2 separate regions of the Mus musculus genome follow, and region 1 is linked to region 2. A link is a contact called in public HiChIP or PLAC-seq data. All regions are on one chromosome and are shown on one strand. Each heading gives the region's core, a stretch centred on a gene start, on an enhancer-like site or on the middle of the called end of the contact. The rest is flanking DNA. Distances are from core to core; before and after follow the strand shown.

Evidence for each region. HiChIP or PLAC-seq counts read pairs in DNA pulled down with a chosen protein or histone mark.
Region 1: a contact with region 2 is called in an H3K4me3 HiChIP or PLAC-seq map of bone marrow-derived macrophages, with 7 times the contacts expected there. The contact joins two enhancer-like sites. A contact is called at or near these places in 1 of 484 Hi-C or Micro-C datasets (bone marrow-derived macrophages) and 5 of 115 datasets of contacts at active chromatin or transcription factors (acute myeloid leukemia, bone marrow-derived macrophages, extraembryonic endoderm stem cells and 1 more).

What each region holds. Positions count from the first base shown.
Region 1 is chr13:37,717,203-37,720,282 of GRCm38.p6, forward strand. Gm40918 (a long non-coding RNA gene) reads right to left here. Exons shown (of 3, transcript XR_873258.2): 2 at 351-441; 3 at 180-260. Among named protein-coding and RNA genes, the nearest start is that of Gm40918, 16 kb to the right of the region's middle. Within about 2 kb of position 1,314, at least 36 of the 459 cell types and tissues checked have an H3K27ac peak or open chromatin away from gene starts, as enhancers often do. A contact at or near this core is called in acute myeloid leukemia and bone marrow-derived macrophages, where this site is marked.
Region 2 is chr13:37,481,218-37,484,192 of GRCm38.p6, forward strand. The region is part of intron 1 of Gm40914 (a long non-coding RNA gene); the gene reads right to left. Among named protein-coding and RNA genes, the nearest start is that of Gm40914, 4.6 kb to the right of the region's middle. Within about 2 kb of position 1,619, at least 166 of the 459 cell types and tissues checked have an H3K27ac peak or open chromatin away from gene starts, as enhancers often do. A contact at or near this core is called in acute myeloid leukemia and bone marrow-derived macrophages, where this site is marked.

The sequences.
Region 1 (3,080 bases), core at 64-2,563, 240 kb after region 2:
CCTCAGGAGACTTTCAAGATGAAGCCTATGGTACTTCTAGCCTCCAGCTTAGAGTTCCACTCAGGTTTGGACCATTTGAGGGCAACTGAATGGATACCCCCTCCACCACCACCACCCTCCCATGACCCCACCCCTACCCCCACCCCCGACTTCGGTGTCTAGACTTCTGATCTCCTGGTGATACTAATGCTCCACCTGAAGTAATTTTGTTCCTCGGGGTATATTTGGCGATATGTGTTGACATTTTTCATGGGCAAAACCTGTTGGGGGAAGATTTGCTAATATTAGAACTCAGTGAGTAGAGGTCAAAAAGGCTGTGAACATGCAAAAATGCAAGGAACAGGACTCACCACACAGGGCTGCATAGCCCAAAACGTCCAGTGCTAAGCCTGAGCCTCCTGAGCTTAGGCTTCCCCCACGCCTGCAACAGTTCTCCTTCCTCTGTGAAAGAAAGGAGAGCAGCCACTACCTCTGGTCCTGGGCTCTTTGGGTGATTATTATGTCACTATGACTGCTGAGCCCCTTATTTAAGCTCCTTAAAGGTCATTGGTGTCCCCTTATGAGACTACACTATTCCAAGCCATAAGGTCTCAATGACTACCATGTAAGGAGAAAAGTCACTGAATTTGATCACAGCCAGGAAGTCCATCTGAGAATGTTGCCCATTCTCATGGTTTTTATTGACACAACCATTAGTGAAATGTAACCTAGAATCAGCTACAAAGAGGAAGCCTCGGTTGAAGGCTTGCCTCAATCAGATTAGCATGAAGCCATGTCTGTGAGAGATTGTCTTTATTGATGGTTGATGCAGATGGGCCCAGACCACTGTGGGCAGCAGCATCCCTAGATAGTTGGGTCTTGGCTGATGAAGAAAGCTGACTGCACACCAGCTAGAGAGGCAGCTAGCAAGCAACATTCTCACATGCCTTCTGCTTCAAGCCCTACTTTAGCTTCTGCTCTAGATCCTCAGTGATGGGTTGTGACCAAAAGCATGAACCAAATAAACCCTTCCCTCCCACTAGTTGCTTTTGAAAAGAGGATTTTATCAAGGCAAAAAAAAAAAAAAAAAAAAAAGGCAAACTAAAATTGAGATTGGTACCAGGATAGTGGGCTGCTGCTGAGAAGGACCTAGCCATGTTGTTTTGCTGGGGAATTAGAAAGGTTGGAAACGTGGAGCTAGAAAAGCTGTTCAGTACTCAGAACTTAGTGGGTGTTAGTGGTTTGAATAAAAATGGTCCCCATAGAGAATGGCACTGTTAGGAGGTGTGGCCTTGTTGGAGGAAGTGTGGCCTTCTTAGAGGAAGTGTGTCACTGTCAGCAGGCTTTGAGGACTCAGCTGCTCAAGCTTTGCCCAGTATGGTTTTCCTTCCTGCTATCTGCTGGATCCAGATGTAGAACTCTCAGCTACTTCTCCAGCACCATGTCTGTCTACATGCTGCCATGCTTCCTGCCAAGATGATAACGGATTAAGCCTCTGAAACTGTCGTAAGAGTTGCTGGGCTCATGATGTCTCTTCACAGCAACAGAAACCCTAACTAAGACGAGGTTCTTCTGTGCAAGCTTGAAAGCTAATGATACTGAGAGAAATGCAGGCAATAGAGGCCAAGCTTGTGAGGTTGCCAAAGGAAACACAGACTCTATCAGGACCATATTTGGGTGATATTTTGAACTTAGAGTCTGTGGTTGCAAGAATCAACAGTGATTAGAGAGCAGCCCCACTGACATGAAACTTTCTGTACTTCACTGGGACAATGGATGCTGGTCAGCTGAAGCTGCAGAACCAGGTGTGGTTAATAAAAGATAATAAAATAACTACTGCATCATTGAAGTGTACATCTCTGTGCCTCATTGGGACAGTGACTCAGAGATCTTCCTTCAAGATCAACACACAGAAACTGGGGTCCAAAGAGCCCAAGGCTGGACATCAAACTGGCTACAGGACTGATCAAATAATATGTAAGAGTCTCTCATGTGATGCTGGTTAAGAAGGCATGAAGGGGCCACGTAGAGCTGTGGGGCCTTGAGACCGTGTAGCAATGATGGAGCCCTGAAGGAGACTCCAAGAGGCCACGGGTGAATATTGAGCCTTGGTGACTGTATAGACCCTAGGATAGTGGAGATGCCAGATCTATGAGATGCCTCCTATGGACAGTAGCAGGGATGGAGTAGAGCTAGCCTCAGCCTACAAGTATGTGCTATAAATGGTAGAGCTAGAAGCCCAGAAGATCCTGAGTGATCCTCAGATGCCAGACCCAACCTGCTGGATTTTAGTTACACTACTGATTCTGAGGTTTTACTTTAGCTTGCTTGTTCCCATGCCCTGGTTCTTTAATTGTATAATAAGAAGTATGTAACTATTTTTATTTTTTTTATTATTATTATTATCTTATAGGAATCAGTCACCTGTAACTCCAGTTTCAGGGTCTCTAACACCCTCTCTGGCCTCCATGTACACCAGGCATGCATATGGTACACATATACATAACAGAAAAAAACACTGATATGCATAAAATAAACATAAACATAAAAATAAATAATTTTTAAAAGTTGTACTATATTTTATACGATGATATTAACATGAGATCTTGGAAACAAGACAAGAAAGGTAAGGTCATGGTTTAACATGAAGTGCTTGTATGTCACGTTTACACGAAGTGGCATTAACATGGTTTTTATTGTCAACATAACTTAAGAGTCGTCTAGGGCTAGGCCCAGCATTCATGAGGCAGAAGCAGGTGAATCATTGTGAGTTCAGGGCCAGCCTGATCTATAGAGTGAGTTCCAGGATAGCCAGGGCTACACAAAGAAACTCTGTCTCTAAACAAACAAACAACCCCCCCCCAAAAAAAAAAGAGTCACCTTGGAATAGGGACCCTCACTGCGGTTCAGAATAGCCTATTGCCCAGTCTGTAAGAGACTCTCTAGATTGATGACTCAGCTTTACTGGAAGCAGCAGCGTCCCTAGTGAGTGAGCCTGGGCTATATATGAAGGCTGGGTCAGCATGAGTAACGGAGCAAGCCAGTGAGCAGCGTTCCTCCATGTTTTCTGCTTCAGGTCCCTGCTTTGAAAAACTGCCCTG
Region 2 (2,975 bases), core at 369-2,868:
TTTTTAAGTTTAGCTTTTTTTGAGTGTTTTTCGTTTGTTTGTTAGGGTTTTTGTTTTGTTTTGAGAGAGGAGCTTATTGTTTACTCATTATGTAGCTAAGGCAACCTTTGAACTCACAGACATCCACCTGCCTCTGCCTTCCTCCTAGTGCTAGGATTAAAGGCCTGCATCACCATACTGGACCCTTAATGGACTTCTCTCAGACTTGTTCAGCATTATGAGAAAAAGGAGGAGGGGGAGATGATTCTGGGAGATTGAGCAGCCAAAGGATAAAACTGTACTCATTTCTCAACAGCAAGCCTTTGCAACCTAAGCTCCCGAGTAAAAATTTTTTAAAAAGGCAGGCTTCTTTTCCCTTCCCACAAGGGAAAACCAGAAGGGGTGGACCACTAGCCCTCTTGTGAAAAAGATGCTCCATCAGTTCATTCAAATTCCAGCCCAGCAGGTCCACTTCCTGCCTCTCCCATCCTTTGTCCATCCTGCAGAGGAGCGCTGTAGTTTGCTAGCCCCACACAGAACTCCCTAGGGCCATTCCCTCGCTCCTTGGTGACCCTCATCCCTCCGTGGCCACCAACCCTCAACCCCCCCCCCAAAAAAACTAAGAAAGTCCACCCTGCACTCCATCTCAAAATGGCGTTCCCTCCCCCAGCTCCCCCCCCCCCCCAAGAAGCCTCATTCCTCACAACATTCTAAGCTCCAGGGCTGTAAGTTTTGCATCCTCTTTTCTTCCCAGCCAGTCGTAGTGTATATTCACACCATTCTCTCTGGGCCAGATCTCAGCTGATGGGAGCAAAACCCTGTCTGTCTGTCTGCTTTCAGCTTGTTTCCATTCCATCCAGGGCCAAGCTTCCCAACTACCAAAATAGGCAAGTGTCCCAGGTTTTCCTGCCGTACCTCTAACCTTGGTTCCTTGATTAAGTACTTGGTTCCTCTCTACACAGAACTGGACTCTGTCCAACTTGTGTCTCTAGGTCTTCAAGTGTTCACTCAGGAGATGTTTTTTTATCCACAGGTCCCTGTTTACCATTGGAGTTGGTTCTTAAGGATCCTCAGAAAGCATCAGGGGAGGGAACCCTGGTCCACAGCTCTTGCCCCACCCCACCCCGATCCAGGCAGGAAAAGGAAGCCCCTTTGTATGCACAACTTGCTGACAATTGCTGGCTCTTGCCAGAGTGGCTTTCCTCTCTCAACATAGGAAGCTGCTAAGAACTGCAACAGGGCAGAGACAGAGAGAGACAGAGAGAGAGAGAGAGAGAGAGAGAGAGAGAGAGAGAGAGAGAGAGAGACAGAGAGAGAGACAGAGAGAGAGACAGAGAGAGAGACAGAGAGAGAGAGAGACAGAGAGAGAGAGAGAGAGAGAGAGAGAGAGAAAGGAGGAGCTGTCCCTTCCGAAGACAGCAGGGTTGCAGAGGCCGCACAAATGCTACTGTGAGTTATTTCGGGACCAGCAATGAAACACCGAGCCAGTCTTTGCTCTCTGAGCCAGCCACACCAGCGCGGTTCGACTTTTGACATCTTTTCCCTGTGACGAGAAACGGCTGGCTCTTTCAGCAGTTATAGGGGAAAGGGCCTGCTAACCAAAGGGAAGGAAACCCACACCACAGACCCTACAGGAAGGAAGGCCTGCGCCTGGAAACTCACAGGCAGGAGCCATTAGAGGGCAGCAAGTGTCTGGGAACCCAGGCAGCAAGAATCTCTCTCTCTCTCTCTCTCTCTCTCTCTCTCTCTCTCTCTCTCTCTCTCTCTCTCTCTCTCTCTCTCTCTCTCTCCCTCCTCCTTTCAATTACAGGGTGTCTCTAAAGGCAAAGCACCAGGCTCCAGCGTCAGCAGAAATACGAGTTGGAAAGACCCAGACCCAGGCTGTTGGAAGGGAAGGCACCCTCCAATCCCCAAAGCAGGCCCCTCTTGGCAAGGTCGAGCAGTGGCTGTGCAGGTCTCACCCTTACTGCCCCGGAACCCCCCTGGGTCGAGGACCCTGGCAGAACCAGCGCTGCTGTGCAGAGAGAGAGAGGGTGGGGAACTTGGGCACCCAGCCTTTTGTGTCACTTTGCTCCTTGGCCTCCTGCAACTCTAGGACAAAGGAGCGCCTGGGAGCTGCCAGCAGCCTGGGGGCACCACTGGGTTTGACAAGGAAGGACGAAACCTGATCCCTGCCAACGGGACAAGTCCTTGTGCTGTTCTGTGAGGTGACCCAGTTCTGAGACCAGACCGCTAGGCTCTGATCACACTGCATCTCTCACACACCCTGCTCGCACCCCTCGGCCTCCGAGGTAAGACCGTCGCATCCTTCCTTCCACCCGGACAAGTGAGAGCTGCCACTGGGGCGTCCCCTGCGGCAGCAGCTGCACACTCTAAGGTGTTGTGTTTTATTAAAAAATAAATAAATAAATAAATAAGAGCCAAAGATATGTTTGATAGAGCCAGGTATGGTGAGATGGGAGGGGTGCCTCAGCTAGCCCATGCTGAGGCATCCCCTAACCCCTGAGGTACCAGCCATAGGATAGTATGGAATAGAGTTTATTTAGGGCAGGGAAGGGGATTTGGGAAAGGAGTAGAGGGGGCGGGGGAAGAGGGAAGAGAGTTGAGGAAAGGCTGGCCAGGAACATGTGGAAAGAGGGGGAAGGGGGAAGGGGTCAGGAAGAGAAGGCGCAGAGCAAGCAGCCCCTTTTATATAAGTAAGCCAAGCCTACCTGGCTGTTGCCAGGTAACTGTGGGGCAGAGCCTAGAAGGAATACTAACATTCCTCCGTTTTGATTTAATTTTTTACAAAGGAAAAACTAGAAAGAGGTGATGGTAAAGCAGGAATCGGGTCGCCGTAATTTTTAGGGGCTTCCTGCGGACTTTGGGGCAACATGTCTCTGGGAAACCTAAGAAAATGGGTGTATGGATGTTGGTCTTAGGAAAGCTGGCTGTTTCCTTGCTGTCCAGGGTCTGTGGACCCATCTGTGAGTAGGAAGGAGTAGGCCCAGCAGCAG